5 separate regions of the Mus musculus genome follow, and regions 1, 2, 3 and 4 are each linked to region 5. Evidence: chromatin contacts called from public HiChIP or PLAC-seq data. All regions are on one chromosome and are shown on one strand. The core of a region is the stretch at or near the end of the contact, and the rest is flanking DNA. Distances in the headings are between cores, read along the strand shown.

Region 1 (2,700 bases), core at 199-2,698, 520 kb after region 5:
GGTTTTTTAAAAAAATCTGAAAAGGGGGAAGTGCAAAAAGAAAATTCTCCTTTGTCTATATCATCAAGATTCCAAGTATGGGAGAAAAAAAAGAGGGAAAATCCATGATCTACACAGGAGGAAAAGATTTGATACGAGGTCCGTTACTGCCCAAGGGCACACCCTTCAAAGATAGGGGTCTAAATTCCTAAGACTTCTTCCCAGATTTGATGGACAGCAATCAATCTGTTTCCTCGTTCCTTCCTGCTGCTTTCCACAGAAACACTATAAGTATCTTGGAGAGGGGGAAATGTCCCTTTTCGAAAACACGATGGAACATCCAGGCTTGGTTTTCTGGTCTGAGTGCGGAGGGCAAAAGGGTGGGCGGCTACACTGAAGGAATCTGCGCGAGCAGGGAGTCACCTGAAGCAGGAGCACGCAGCTGCTTCCCCTAACCTCCACAGCAGACACAGGGCAGCGAGCGTTTCCAGACTAGAACCCTTGGTAAACTGTAGGTTTTTCCCAATTCTGGTACGGATAGCTGCCAAGTGACACCACAACACAAAATCGGGAGGGTGTCTTCCACACATGCAGGTATAAATGCTTCCTGAAGCTCATCAGGCGCTCCAGCTGTAAACCCAGGGCACTCCATTACTAAGGCCGCATCCTCGGCTTTTCCAACTGGGGCAACTAAAAGCATCCTGCCGCCTCGCTACAGTTAGCAAGTATCATCTTGGCTAAAATCCTAACGTTTAAGCAGCCACTTCGGAAAACTTCGGCTTTAAGCAGCGACACGGATCTCAAACCATTGCCAGGCTGTTGCCCTGCATTCCTTCCGATAACGGTGCTGCTACCTGCTCCATTGTCAGCCCCGGCTCCACGTACTGAACCAACAGAACTGAACCAACAGAAAAGGGGAATCCTTTAAATCCGCAACACAATGGAGGCTAAAGAAGAGCTCTGGCTTTTAGGATGGCAGCTACCAACACACCACAACAAAAGGGCCCCGTCCGGGTGACTTCATCGAACCCACCAGGCAAACGCCACCGCCCGGCCTTCGGGGTGACTGTCCCTAACCCCCTGCACGCCCGCGCCGCCTATGGGGCCCTAAAAGTGAAAGCACCCGGACTGCGGGTGCCTGTGCAGCCCAGCTGCAGGCTGCCGGGCCAGCGGCTGCGGGCTCCCCGGGTGCAGCGCCCAGCCAAAGGCGCCCGCTCCGCCGCAGCGGTCCCCGGGTGCGCGCGGCCACAGAAGTGGCGACGCCAAGAGGGTCGCCGAGGAGGGCGGTGGGCCGGGGAGAGAGGGGGGGACGGGACACTCACCCGCCCAAAACAGCGGCGGGCGGGGAGGGTGGCGGCCGGGAGCGTTCCGGACGCCGCTGTCGCTGCCGATGCTGCTGGCCGCCGGCCTCCTCCCCTCTGTTTGGATTCGATAGACCACGTCACTCTTAGCCACGAGACCCGGATCTGCGGGCTCCCCGAGGGCGGCGCAACAGATTGTAGCACCCGGAGCCGCTCGTGACCCTACCTAGGGAGCATGCGCGTGTCGCGCGGGCCACCTGCGTCGGAGGGGGGCGGCTCCCGCAGCTCCGGCGCTGACGTGCGTGGGCGCGCCCGGCGTGGGGGAGGCAGTTCCGGTGTGGCGGGGTGGGGTTGCTCCACCGAGAAGGAAGGGCAACCCGGCTGTTAAGTTGTCCCACGTCGCCTCCGTGCTGTCTTCCGTGGTCATGATCATCTGACGTGTCTGTCTGTTTGTCGAGGGAATGGCTTCTGTCCACGGCGGTGTTTAGTCATACTTAGGCGGAGGGGCGCGCGCACAAATTGATGACTGCTGAGACCCGGTCTACCTGCAGAGGTGGCGGTGGGAGTTCATCATCAGGCACGCGTGAAAATCGGAACTCGAAGATTACAGAAGCATGTCAGCTGGGAGGTGGGGAGGGATGAGTGATCCTGATGACGTTCGGATTTTGGATTGGAAAACAGACCTAAATTAAGTTCAACCTTAACCTTAAAAGAGAGATGTTAGAAGCCGGATGTGATGGCTCAACAGCAGAAGCAGAGACAGGCTGGTTTGCAGAGCGAGTTGCAGGACAGCCAGGGCTGCATTGAGAAACCCTGGGGGAGTGGGTGGGAGTATGTGAATTTGAGCCCAGCCAGTGCAGCATAGAATATGTCTGGGTTTTTTTGTTTTTTGTTTTTAAAAGTGAGGGGAGCCTAGCCATGGGTTTGCCCTCCTAGTGGAGGAGGGAATGTGGCCAAAGGAGGTAGCAGCACACCATTCTTGGGCTTGGAAGTTAGGAAGCAGTATTTCAACAATCCAAAGACAGCTTAATTCCCATGTAAGAAAGGACGGGAAATACCAGCAAATTGAAGTGTGGAGCCTGATAAGCAAAAAGAGCACCTCTGGAAGCAGCTGTGGCAGCCGTAATTCTACAGATGTATCCAATGACCTCGAGGAACTCTGGACGAAACTAAGCATATTTTTATAAGAAAGTACAAGAAAAAAATTATCCTGAGAATCTAAAGTCTGGACAAAAAATAGTGAACGGCAGAAAACATCCACTTGGAATTTCATTTTCTTCCCTAATAGTTTAACAATCTGACAACAAAAAAAGAAAAACAAAACCCTTTAAAACAGTGCTGCACAGTCTGTCTTTGGCTACATGGTTCACAATCCGTGTTCTACTGAGGTATGGCCTGCTTTCTTTGGTAAGGTTACAAG
Region 2 (2,700 bases), core at 150-2,649, 530 kb before region 5:
AGTATCAAAACCCTTTCAGCCCTGCCATAGCTAATGGGCCCCTTAGTTCCTGAAGCTGATGAAATGGAAGCTGGTCCCCCTGCCACACACTTGCTAAAGGAAACTTTTGGAGGGAGAATTGCTTTTGTATATTCTTGTACAGAAGATCTTTTGGGACATCATGACCTGTTGAAGATAAGACCCCAGTAGGAACTGGCACATCCTCCATTGGGGACACATTCCTCAGGCCCTGTGTTGCAGGAGGCCATCGTGACATGCCAGCACTTTCTGCGGCTTCCTTCCCACAACCTTATGGGAGTCTGCTTTGCCCACAGATGTGTGCTTGCCGTCTAGCTCGGTGTCTGGCACATGGGAGGAGTTCAACAAATATTTGTTAAGTGAATACATGGAAAATACTGGAACACTAAAAGTCTGCTCTTGCCAGGAGAATTTCAAAGCCCTTTTATATTAACAAATGTAAGAACTCCAAAATCGCCGAGCATTTGTGGATCTGAGAGGAAGGGAGGCTGGGTGCCCACAGGGTTTTGGCAGCAGTGTTGAATGTCTGGGAGCAGAGGTGGCAGGTGTGGTGGCCAGCCCAGCCCTGCAGTGGCATTAGCCTGGGGCTGGTCAGATGCTGTAGTGTATCCATCAGAATTTTAGTGAGGAGCTGATGGCATGTTCACGCTGGCTCAGTTCAGGAGGGTTTAAAGGATGTCTTATAAGAATGACCAGGGTGTAGTAAAGCCACCAGAGGGTGGAAGAAAGTCTGAGTGATATCCAATAGGGCTCTTACCATCCCCGGGGCTGAGAAGGATGGAGTGGATTTGGGGGCTTGGGGGAGGGGCTGCCTTGTAAAGAAGCAATGGCCATCCTGTAACAACATTTATAGAGGACCCTAAGAGAGCTCTCCCTGACTCACTTCCTATCTCAAGGTTTCCTGTTGTGCTTACCCAACAAGGTTCCTAAACCCGGTGGAGTCCAGTTGTAGCAAGTCATCCAGGGCATCTATGGGTGGGGAAGGGGGATCAGGGGTGTGACAGGGATGCAGGCCCTGCAGGAGATTCTGACTGCAGAGTACAGCTCGTGAAGTCACTATTGGTCACGTGAACTGAAATTAGAAAGCACAGAAGTGTCAGGATGCGTAGGGCTGAAACTGACGCAGGGTGGAGTGCCGGGCGGGGCTGGGAGCTCACTCACTCAGGGTGCACACACTTCATCCTTATTAATGATCTGTATGATACGATCGTCTTGCGGGAGATTGGCCAGGATGATCAGATGACAAGGTGTTACAACCCCTTGGAGAGAGAAACTAATGAAAGACTTGTCAGTGGAAAATGCCCCTGGACTTAAGGACAGGATCTAACAGATGAGAGCTGGCAGCGTGGGGCAGTGTGATTCAAAGCACACACATCTTTCAGGAGGCAGAAAACAGGAAGGGCAAGCTGTAAGCATCCATGGGTAAGACAGAGGGGAACTGGGCACGAGAAGCGCCAAGCTTGCTGGGGATTTTGATAGAAGAAAAAAAAAAAAATCTGTGCTGGGTGATTCATTCAAAGAGTGCACCTGTTTGCCTGGCGACCTTGGGGTTAATGACTCAGGCCTGAGAAAGAAGGACACAGAATTCAATCTACATAATGTAGGATGTCCTAATGAAGGTCACTCAGAAAACTCAAAGTAGATGGATAACTTCCTGGAACAAAACTAAAATAGACATTTCCCTTTCTGTTTATTCGTTGAACAGAGTCTTGCTGTATAGCTCCGGCTGGCTTGGAACCCCCATGATTTTCCTGTCTCAAGCTCCCAAATGCTGGGATGACAGAAGTGAGCCATCACTTCGGTTTCTTCCACATTTTTACCACTCTCATTGACTTGCAATTTGACTTCAAAGACTGTAAGCTACAGGACGAGCCTCTAAGCTATGCCTGAAAAGACATCTCCTTAGCCAGGCCTTTGTGACACACCCCTTTGATCTCAGTACTTGGGAGGCTGAGATAGATGGATCTCTGAGTTCAAGGCCAGCCTGCTCTACAGAGGAAGTTCTAGGACAGCCAGGGCTACACAGAGAAATGCTGTCTCAAAAATAAAAGTAAAAAAATTAAAAAGAGAGAAGAAAAGATACTCCTTGTAAAATCTGTTGTAATGGCTCCAAGATACAAGTGGCCCGCAAACTGAGTGCAAAAAAGTAGTTAAAAAACAAAACAAAAGTGCTGACTGTTAAAAACTAAATGTTATAAAGAATTTTAATAACATGTTAAATGTGTTTTGAGATATGCAAGTCTACCATCTCATTCTAGTTACATGCATGCACACATGCATGAACATGCATGCATAGAGGCATACATGCGCACACACACACACACACACACACACGAACACACACCAAAGTGGATGTGTAAGATCACCATGAAATCATTAAAGATGATCAAACATGATTTAGAAATGATGCCAATTTTTGTCTGTCTTTCCTTCCTCTTTGCTTCCTTCCTTTTCTCTTCCTGTCATTTCTTTCCTCTCCATTCTCTCTTTTAAAACAAACAAACAAAAAGGTCTCATGTAGTTCAGGCCAGCCTGGAGCAAAGGCTGGCTTTGAACCTCTAATCCTCTTGCCTTCGACTACCAAGTGCTGGTATTACAGGCAATAATACCCCTATGCCTGGTTGTCCCCACCCCACCCCCCCGCCCTTATTAACACTCCCTAAATCTCTACAGTGGCCGCAC
Region 3 (2,700 bases), core at 36-2,535, 700 kb before region 5:
AGAGTGCTGACGCTAGAGGAGTCATCCTCTGACAACAAAAAGCAACCCTAGCAATTATTTCCACTATTTCCTGTCAGTCTGTGAAAAATAGCCCAGAAAAAACAATTTACCACACAAAGTCTGTCCTGTGAGCTTGCTGCCGCCGTCGGTCAGCCGGTCGGTCGGCCCAGCTGACTTGCTGTTGACCCTTGGCTCCTCTGTGCAGGTTGACGAGATCATGATGACTCTGAAGCAGGCTTTCACGGTAGCTGCGGTGCAGCAGACGGCTAAGGCACCAGCCCAGCTCTGTGAGGGCTGCCCCTTGCAAGGCCTGCACAAGCTCTGCGAAAGGATAGAGGGTGAGTAGGGGGCACTTTTAGCGTGTAGCACCAAGGCCTTGGGTGGGAGTGCTTGTGGCACTACTCTGTAGGGCCATGTCAGAGGGATCATAGACGACCTCACATCGTGCAGTGGATGTGTTCTGTGTGACAAGAATCTTTCCTGGGCATGATGGAGACAAAGCTAAGGACCCACACCCCCTCTTGCCATCTCTCCTCCAAGACACCCTGGGAGGAATAAAGAGGTTAGGAATGCATGTGGTCCAACATTTACTGAGCTGTGTGAGAATGGTGGGTCTTTCAGATTGAACACCACAGAGATCTAGTGAAAGGAGACCTAAGAAGTTTACCATGTTTTCTAGTAGAGAGTCACCTGCAGTTCTGCCAGGGCAGTTTTAATGGAGGAGAGCAGAAAACGGGTCCTGATTGAGAAGTGAGTGGGGAGGAATAAAAACCAAAACCCCAAAACCATGGTGACAATCTTAACTACAGTTTCTAGATGCTTATGAAATGTCACCATTTGCAGGATTTATTTGATAGTAAGAGTTACTGTTTGGTAGTAAGCCTTTCTATCTAGGTGTATGGTTTTTGAGATTGTCACATGATTTAAATTATCTGATTGTAGAAACAAAGGCATGATCATCTTGTGTATCTAGAATACTTGTCACAAACTATAATTCGGTAAAGAAAAACTATATTGACATTTAGACCTAGTTTCTCTCTCTCTTTTTTTCCTAAGTAATTGTGGGAAACAGTGCTTAGAGGTTTTTAAAAGATACTGTCAATTTTAACTTCATCATGGTGTGAAGAAAAAGTAAAATTATTTATAATTTTATAAATAAATTGAGAGGTTAGAGCCATCTAGGGATAAACTCGGGTATTGCAAGCCCCGGATCCACTGTCTGACTACCAGGCAGGCGCTACCTGCAGCTACCCTCTCAGAAGAGGAAGGAGCTCTCTTGGGTGAGAACTGTTCAGGCTAGGGTGAAGTCTGGCCCTGGTCATCAGGGAGGGGCAGCAGATAGGGTGGTAGTGAGTGGTCAGGACTCCTATGGAGGAATCTGGGAAGAAGTATTGTGTGCCCTTTTTCTTCACTTTGCATCTAATTCTATTTTGTAGGTGTATGGTTTTTGATATTGTCATATGATTTAAATTATCCAATTGTAGAAACAAAGGCATGATCATTTCTTATGTATCTCGAATACGTGTCACAAACTGTAATTCTATAAAGAAAAACTATATTGACATTTAGATCTATTTCTTCTTTTTCTAAGTAATTGTGGGGAAAAGTATACCCAGATATACAATGTATCGTTTTCACCTTTTTTTTTTTTTTAGAGTCTGGTTCTTGAGTAAGGTTCCCACTGCTCTCCTTTCATCTTCCTGAGTCACAGCTCTCTCCCCCTTGTAACTTGCCACAGCCCCAGGCAGCCACCGTTCTACTTTGTGTTTTCCTCTGTGTGTGTGTGTGTGTGTGTGTGTGTGTGTGTGTGTGTGTGTGTGTGTTGGGGTAATTTGTGGTGTGTGAATGTATACATATGTGTGCCTGTGTGTGTAGAAGCCAGAGCAGGGACATGGCTGTTTTCCTTTGACTTTCTCTGCCTTGTTGACTTCAGACAGGATTTCTCACTGAACCAGAGCTGGTTTTGGCTGGATTAGTCCGGCTGGTAAGTGCTGAGAGTCTATTTGTCTCTGTTCCCTGTGCAGGAGTTAGAGGCCCGAGCAGCGTGCCCTGCTTTGATTGGAGGTTCAGTGACTTACTGAGGTCTCTTACCACTGAGCTTTCTCCCTTTCTGATTCTACAATTTGAGTTAATCTAGGTACCCTGTATAGTGGAATCAGTAGGATTTGGTTTCTTGGTTTTGGTTTCTTTCACTTAGCATTGCATCTTCTGGGTTTGCTCATTTTATACATGTCAGGATCCTATTTCTTTCTTTGGCTGAATAATATTCTATCAGTTGATTCATTTATTCATCACTGGACATTCCAGTTCTTTTGGCCTTTTCCTGTGTGAGCAGTAGTGCTAAGAATTTTGGTATACACACATCTGTTCAGGTTTCTGCTTTCCATTCTTTAGAGTTAGTGAATTTGCTACTTCATATGGTGAGTGTTCATATGGGTTTCTGTTGCTGTGGTGAAACACCATATCCAAAGCAATTTGGGGACGAAAGGGTTTATTTGGTTTATACTTCCACATCAAGGTTAATTATTGAAGGAAGCCAGGATAGGAAGTCAAACAGGGCAGGAACCTGGAGGCCCAAGGTGATATGGAGGGGTGCTGCTTACAGGCTTGCAACCCATGGCTTGCTCAGCCTGCTTTCTTATAGAAACCATGATGACTGGCCTAGGGATAGCACCGCCCACAATGGGCTGGGCCCCCCAT
Region 4 (2,700 bases), core at 48-2,547, 610 kb before region 5:
CCATGATGTCTCCCACTCAGGACACTGGTTTCAAGGGTACAGGGCCTTCAATCAACTCACAAACCCTAGGGAGACATAGAAGATGTACCTTAACAGGCGGTCAGGAAAACTGGACAGTACAGGTCAGGGCTGTGCTCTCATGATGGGGCTAGAGCTTGGGGGAGCAGTGATCCTAACTCAAGACCAGAACAGCTGGGCTGGGAAGTCAGATGTGAACGGGATTGTATCAGGTGCCTATTTCTGATGATTTGCTAGCTCAAACCAGCCTTTGTTCATCGGCAGGAAGGAGACAGCCAACATTCAATCTGTCTTTAAGATGCTTCAGCCCAGCAGGGACACGGGGACTCAACCCACCAGAGACCAGCACACAGTGGCCAACACAGAGGCATTTTTGAGTCCAGACATCAAATCCTATAGTAACAGCTGTGGCCTCTGCTGCAAAACTATCCTGAGCACTTAGGGCATGTTTAACGTTCTCAAAAATCCCATCTGGCTGGTTTGATTACAGCCCGTGTCTCATAAATAAGGATGTAAACCCTCCAAGGGTTTACTGACAAGCACATCTCACAGACAAGAAATCAGGATTTGTCCCCAGCTCCCTGGAAGCACTCTGGACTACCATGGACCATATTGCTCCAGGTTCTGTTTGGCTGAGGGGAGGAGCAGTCCAGCTGTTTCACCTGCCAAATCCACATCTGGCTGCTGTTCCTTCTAACTGGGCTCAAGCTGCCCAGGGAACAAATACTGTCGGAATCACCTAGCTCCTCTGGATCCAGCAGGTACAGCCCGCATCACCCTACTCCCAATCGGTACCTGCAGCTGAGAAACCTGACTCTGCGAAAGGCTCAATCCCTCTACCATTCTTTGCAACCCCCACAGTCCCTAGGGGCCCCTCCAGATCTGTGTCTACTCCAGGAGAGGGCTGGGCTTTGGATCTATGCTTTTTGTCACGATCTCTGTTCCCCTTGGCAGGTTCCATCTGGCTTTTAGATATTATAAATAGCCGCAACTAGGGTGTGACTTGGGTGGAGCCCCGGAGCCTGCTGCTCCACCCTGGAGGGGGGAAAAGGCTTATTTAATTCATTTCTGCACTTGGCAGCCTCTAACTATTTAGAAAGCCAATTAGGCAGCAGCTGTTGGTTGGGAGTTTTTTTTTTTTTTTTTTCCTCCCCCTAGCCTAAGATGGCCTGTCTGATTTTTTTTCCATGCCTGAGATTTAAGCTTTTGCAGGAGGTTGGGTGGGGTGGGTGGGGCAGACCCACAGCAACTCTGAATACAAGCTGTCTATGCTTGGCTGACTCTTGGCAAGCTCCTGAACTGGTGGTGGTGGTAGCTGTGGTGGGGTGGTGGCAATTGAGAACCAGCTCTCTGCTGCTTCCGGGATGCAGGAGTTTGGAATAAAAAAAAGAAAGAAAGAAAGGAAGAAAGAAAGAGAGAGAGAGAGAGAGAAAGAGAGAGAGAGAAAGAAGGAAAAGAAAAGAAAAAGATGCTTCCCAGAGAGAGAGGAGCCCTGTTACTGGTGTCTGAGGAAGTCTTAAACTAATGCCTTCACCAGTGTCCTGGAAAGTTCTGGAATGCTTGGCTTCAAGCAGACCTTGTGTCACTGACAACTCATTTGATGTTGATCATGTGTGTGATGTGGTTGGTATCCATTGGAACCCACTGTGGTGTCATAACCCTGGTGGGAATGAGAGTGCCTGCCAAAGTTGTGGGGAGGGTGGGCCAGCAGTTGCACCTGGCACATAGTAGGATTCACTGATGACCATTTTTCCTGGCTTCCTATTAGGGCAATGAGTCGCACAGAGCCAGAGAGCAGGCAAGGGTTTGCGACTTACAGGACGAGCAGAAGAGATTGGAGGCCTCCCAGTTACCAGTGCTTGTTGATATTTGAAGTGATTATTTTTAAATGAAAGCACCACGTGACGCAATTATCTGTTGTTGCATAACGTTAAAACCTTACAAGGCAAGTGAGACCCACAGCAATAAAAAATGCAAAGAAAGTAGATCTCTCAGCAGACAAAAGAAAAAAGGATCGTCTATTACAGAAGCCGCAGCCATTGTTAAAGCTTTGCTGTGAGATCACCGGTCCTTTCTCTGGTCCTATATTAACGCTCACGTGCACCTGTGTATTGGAAGGTACCAGGGCAAGGCTGGCTGAGGCTCTGAAGCTGAAAGTAGCAAGGAAATAATCTATAATCCTCACCCTAAGGTACTATGAATCTGCTTGGAGCTTCTGTGAAGAGTAGGAGTGGAGTAGGGATGTGGGGAGCACTGGCATCTGGTGAGTCTCTGTGGTGAGTCAGTACAGAGTGAGAGCCCTGCTCCTAGTGAAAAGGACTGAATGTAAACATGTGTGCTCAGGTCTGTCCTGTGCCATAATGCCACAGTTCTACTGGATGAGGGCTCCATCACTTGATCTCATTTAACCTTAGCTTCCAAATGTCCCACCCTCCAAAGGCTGTCGTATTAGGTTTCTGCTCTCGTAACACCACACAACGGGAATTAAGTTTTGGCATGACTTTCAGGGAGAACACTCAAGCCACAGCACTCCTGTTCTGGTGTATCCTGAATACAAGGCCAGGATCATCCTGCTTGAGGTAACTCTACATCCGCACGATCCTGGGTGGGGTGAGAGCAGTGACTGTCAGTCAGCTTCCTGATGTGCACTCCAGAACTCTGAAGAATAATTGTAAAGGAAGG
Region 5 (2,700 bases), core at 60-2,559:
TAGCTTAGAGATCCAAAACTATCAGTCTTGAATGGCCCCACTCAGAGCCCCTCCCACTCTGAACATTTTTTCTCATCTTCCTAAAAAGAAAAAAGAAAAGAGCAACAAACTAGCAGAAGTCAACTGTCTTAGGGTTTCACTGCTGTGAGCAGACACCATGACCGTGTCAACTCTTATAAGGACAACATTTAATTGGAACTGGCTTATAGGTTCAGAGGTTCAGTCCATCATCATCAAGGCGAGAGCATGGCAGCATCCAGGCAGGCATGGTGCAGGAGGAGCTGAGAGTTCTAAGTCTTCATCTGAAAGCTGCTAGCAGAGCAGTGCCTTTCAGGCAGTCCATAGGATGAGGGTCTTAAGTCCATGCCCACAGTGACACACCTACTCCAAGGCCACTCCCACTACAACAAGGCCACACCTCCTAATAGTGCCACTCCCTGGCTCAAGCATATAAGTTACACCAACAACTGACTACTTAAAATTAAGAACTCCAGGGTGGTGAAAAGTCCCCCCAAGCACACAAAGTTCTATTCTAACAGGTGTTTATTGTTTGCAACTGCACAGAAATGCACAAGCAACTCCTCAAAGGAAAGAAACACACACAAACGGAAGCTGCCTAAAAAGAGAGAGCAGCTTACAAAGAGAAAACCAGAAAGGGGGCGCGCATGAGAAATGGTGACCAGTCAAACCTTGGAGACGCATACCTTTAATCCTAGGCAGAGGCTGGCAGAGGTCTGAGTACAAGGCCAGCCTGGTCTACAGAGTGAGATCTAGGACAGCCAGGGCGACACGGAGAAACTACGTGGTGCAAACCCCATCCCATTCCGCCCCACCCTACCCTACCCCCTGCTGCCATCAGGGAGGGGAGGGGAGGGGAGGGGAGATTTTGTTTGCTTTGGACAAATACATTTTCCACGCCAAACGCAGATGTGCAATGCCCAGGCCAAAGAGAATGAATTTGGGCTTTGATCCACATTTCCAAGCTGGCCTTCTAGAAAGCATGGCTCCTTTGAGTCTTTTTACTTTTGTTTCTAATCACATCCCACTCCCATCGCTGACGTGGTCAGAGAATTCCACCTAATTTAGAACCGGGAAATCCCACGGTGAGGCTAGGGGACTCCTTACAACCTGCAGGGCTTCCCCAGTGCTTCGTAATGGAAGGCAGGGGACCCCGCGCTCTGCCCCGACCACCGATCTGGGACGGCGGAGTTCGGAGTTCGCAGCAGGTCAGGGTGCAGTGGGGCCGGGCAGAGGCAGAGGAGGGCGGCCCGGGGCGGGGCAGCTTGGCCGGTCCCTCCCCTGCGGCCGCGTCCCCGCCGGTCCTGCCGACGTGGCGGGGCGGGACCCGGGACTCCCGCGCGCACTCGGCCGGCCAAGCGGTAAGAGCCCGGGGCGCCCTCTCCCCATCCCCTTCCCGGGCGGGAGGGGACCAGCGCGCCGCGACCCTTGTCCGCTGTAGGGTGTGAGAAATCACCGGCGGGGAACCGTCCCGAGAAAGCAACTTGCTTGGGCACGAAGGTCGGGGGAGACGCGGCCGAGGGCCCTGCGTGGGTGCGGGCGTGTGAGTGTGTGTGTGTGAGTGTGTGTCGCTCCAAGTCCACGCTCATGCACACACCCACACGCCCGCACGCCCGGTCTGCACCCTCGTCCGGCCTGGAGCTCCGTGGAGTCCGCTGCCAGAGGCTAGGCACAAGCCAGTCTGGAAAGTTTCCCCAAGTGTCCCAAGTCTGGGGTGGGCTGTAGGGTCCTCCCAGCGCGACGCTCTGAGGGATCCAGTTCTTGCTAGTCAAAGACCTCCATTCCTAGGGTGAGCTTGTCCTCCCCCTGGGAAAACCGAGCACAGGCCTTGACCTCCATCCTGATCCATCATCTTTCCCTGGCATGCCCCACACCCAGCATGCCTGCGCTCCTGCCCCCCTGAAACACCTTAAGCTAGCACCGTTTGCATTCCCAGGACCCTCTTGGGCCCCCTCTTCCCCACCCCAAAGGCAGCCCCTTTACCCAGCCAGCTTGTCTTCTCCGAGGAATCTGGTGAGTATTTCCCAGCTGTCAGTCAGTCCCCACTTGGATTTCACTGGCTTTTCTTAAAGAAGGAGGACTTTCGGCAGACTATGGGAGCACTCTCTGGGCCATACCATCAGTGTCCACCCCTGAACCTCTTGATAGAAGCTGATGGCTTTTTAAATCAGCAGTCCTTGAACTCCTCCCTGGGACACCAGAACAAGAGAAACAAGGTCATTCCGAGAAGCCTCTCTTAGCTCACCTGGCTTCCTAGAGTTCTTTCCTCCCCAGCCCATATCCTAGACTCTCTCCTCCATTTCCTCTATCAATCCTGAAATGTTCTGATTAAACTTCTTACATTGAAAGCTGCCAGCGATGGAATGAAACTCCAAGGGTGGGATTTGAAGCACAAGTTAGCCAGTGTAGAAGGAATTTGGGGACGGGGGGTGGGGGGTGGGGGGCGGGGTGTTAGGGGGTGGGGGGCTTCCTGAATCTTGGGGATTCAGAAGTGTAAGTAGTTATTTCTTTCATCAGAGCAGGCTTATGTGAGACATCGTTTTTCGTTCAAATCAATATCAAACACAGTATATATCAGTTGAGTAAATATTTGTGGGTCAGAACGAAGCAAGGGCTCGTGGTTCACAGGCTTGAAGGGTGACATAGACGAGTCTTCCAAAGGCATTAGAGAAGTCTGTGGAA

The links. HiChIP or PLAC-seq counts read pairs in DNA pulled down with a chosen protein or histone mark.
Region 1: an H3K4me3 HiChIP or PLAC-seq map of bone marrow-derived macrophages shows a contact between it and region 5, with 3 times the contacts expected there. The contact joins the promoter of Smim14 here to the promoter of Fam114a1 in region 5. A contact is called at or near these places in 3 of 39 promoter capture datasets (the C10 cell line, liver and pre-B cells), 1 of 484 Hi-C or Micro-C datasets (uterus) and 3 of 115 datasets of contacts at active chromatin or transcription factors (bone marrow-derived macrophages, memory CD8 T cells and pancreatic cancer cells).
Region 2: a contact with region 5 is called in an H3K4me3 HiChIP or PLAC-seq map of bone marrow-derived macrophages, with 4 times the contacts expected there. The contact joins the enhancer-like site here to the promoter of Fam114a1 in region 5. A contact is called at or near these places in 6 of 39 promoter capture datasets (cranial neural crest, embryonic stem cells, hippocampal neurons and 3 more), 8 of 115 datasets of contacts at active chromatin or transcription factors (bone marrow-derived macrophages, embryonic stem cells, microglia and 1 more) and 2 of 9 other capture datasets (embryonic stem cells and liver).
Region 3: an H3K4me3 HiChIP or PLAC-seq map of embryonic stem cells shows a contact between it and region 5, with 5 times the contacts expected there. The contact joins the enhancer-like site here to the promoter of Fam114a1 in region 5. A contact is called at or near these places in 11 of 39 promoter capture datasets (3T3-L1-derived adipocytes, the C10 cell line, cranial neural crest and 4 more), 5 of 115 datasets of contacts at active chromatin or transcription factors (astrocytes, bone marrow-derived macrophages, embryonic stem cells and 2 more) and 2 of 9 other capture datasets (embryonic stem cells and liver).
Region 4: a contact with region 5 is called in an RNA polymerase II HiChIP or PLAC-seq map of embryonic stem cells, with 9 read pairs. The contact joins the enhancer-like site here to the promoter of Fam114a1 in region 5. A contact is called at or near these places in 10 of 39 promoter capture datasets (the 3T3-L1 cell line, cranial neural crest, embryonic stem cells and 6 more), 7 of 484 Hi-C or Micro-C datasets (the C2C12 cell line, cortical neurons, cranial neural crest and 3 more), 11 of 115 datasets of contacts at active chromatin or transcription factors (acute myeloid leukemia, bone marrow-derived macrophages, differentiating embryonic stem cells and 7 more) and 3 of 9 other capture datasets (bone marrow-derived macrophages, embryonic stem cells and macrophages).

What each region holds. Positions count from the first base shown.
Region 1 is chr5:65,491,435-65,494,134 of GRCm38.p6, forward strand. Smim14 (small integral membrane protein 14) reads right to left here and starts at 1,449. Exons shown (of 5, transcript NM_133697.4): 1 at 1,302-1,449.
Region 2 is chr5:64,437,457-64,440,156 of GRCm38.p6, forward strand. No RefSeq gene overlaps it. Among named protein-coding and RNA genes, the nearest start is that of Gm31363, 13 kb to the right of the region's middle. Within about 2 kb of position 1,400, at least 52 of the 459 cell types and tissues checked have an H3K27ac peak or open chromatin away from gene starts, as enhancers often do. A contact at or near this core is called in bone marrow-derived macrophages and neural stem cells, where this site is marked.
Region 3 is chr5:64,264,121-64,266,820 of GRCm38.p6, forward strand. It overlaps Tbc1d1 (TBC1 domain family, member 1), which reads left to right. Exons shown (of 22, transcript NM_001310611.1): 6 at 206-338. Among named protein-coding and RNA genes, the nearest start is that of Gm38634, 8.3 kb to the left of the region's middle. Within about 2 kb of position 1,286, at least 24 of the 459 cell types and tissues checked have an H3K27ac peak or open chromatin away from gene starts, as enhancers often do. A contact at or near this core is called in embryonic stem cells, where this site is marked.
Region 4 is chr5:64,363,659-64,366,358 of GRCm38.p6, forward strand. No RefSeq gene overlaps it. Among named protein-coding and RNA genes, the nearest start is that of Gm43837, 13 kb to the right of the region's middle. Within about 2 kb of position 1,298, at least 96 of the 459 cell types and tissues checked have an H3K27ac peak or open chromatin away from gene starts, as enhancers often do. A contact at or near this core is called in the C2C12 cell line, cortical neurons, embryonic stem cells and 1 more, where this site is marked.
Region 5 is chr5:64,968,766-64,971,465 of GRCm38.p6, forward strand. It overlaps Fam114a1 (family with sequence similarity 114, member A1), which reads left to right and starts at 1,310. Exons shown (of 14, transcript NM_026667.3): 1 at 1,310-1,379. It overlaps Mir574 (microRNA 574), which reads left to right and starts at 1,553; the gene lies at 1,553-1,630. It also overlaps a transcript of Tlr6 not described here.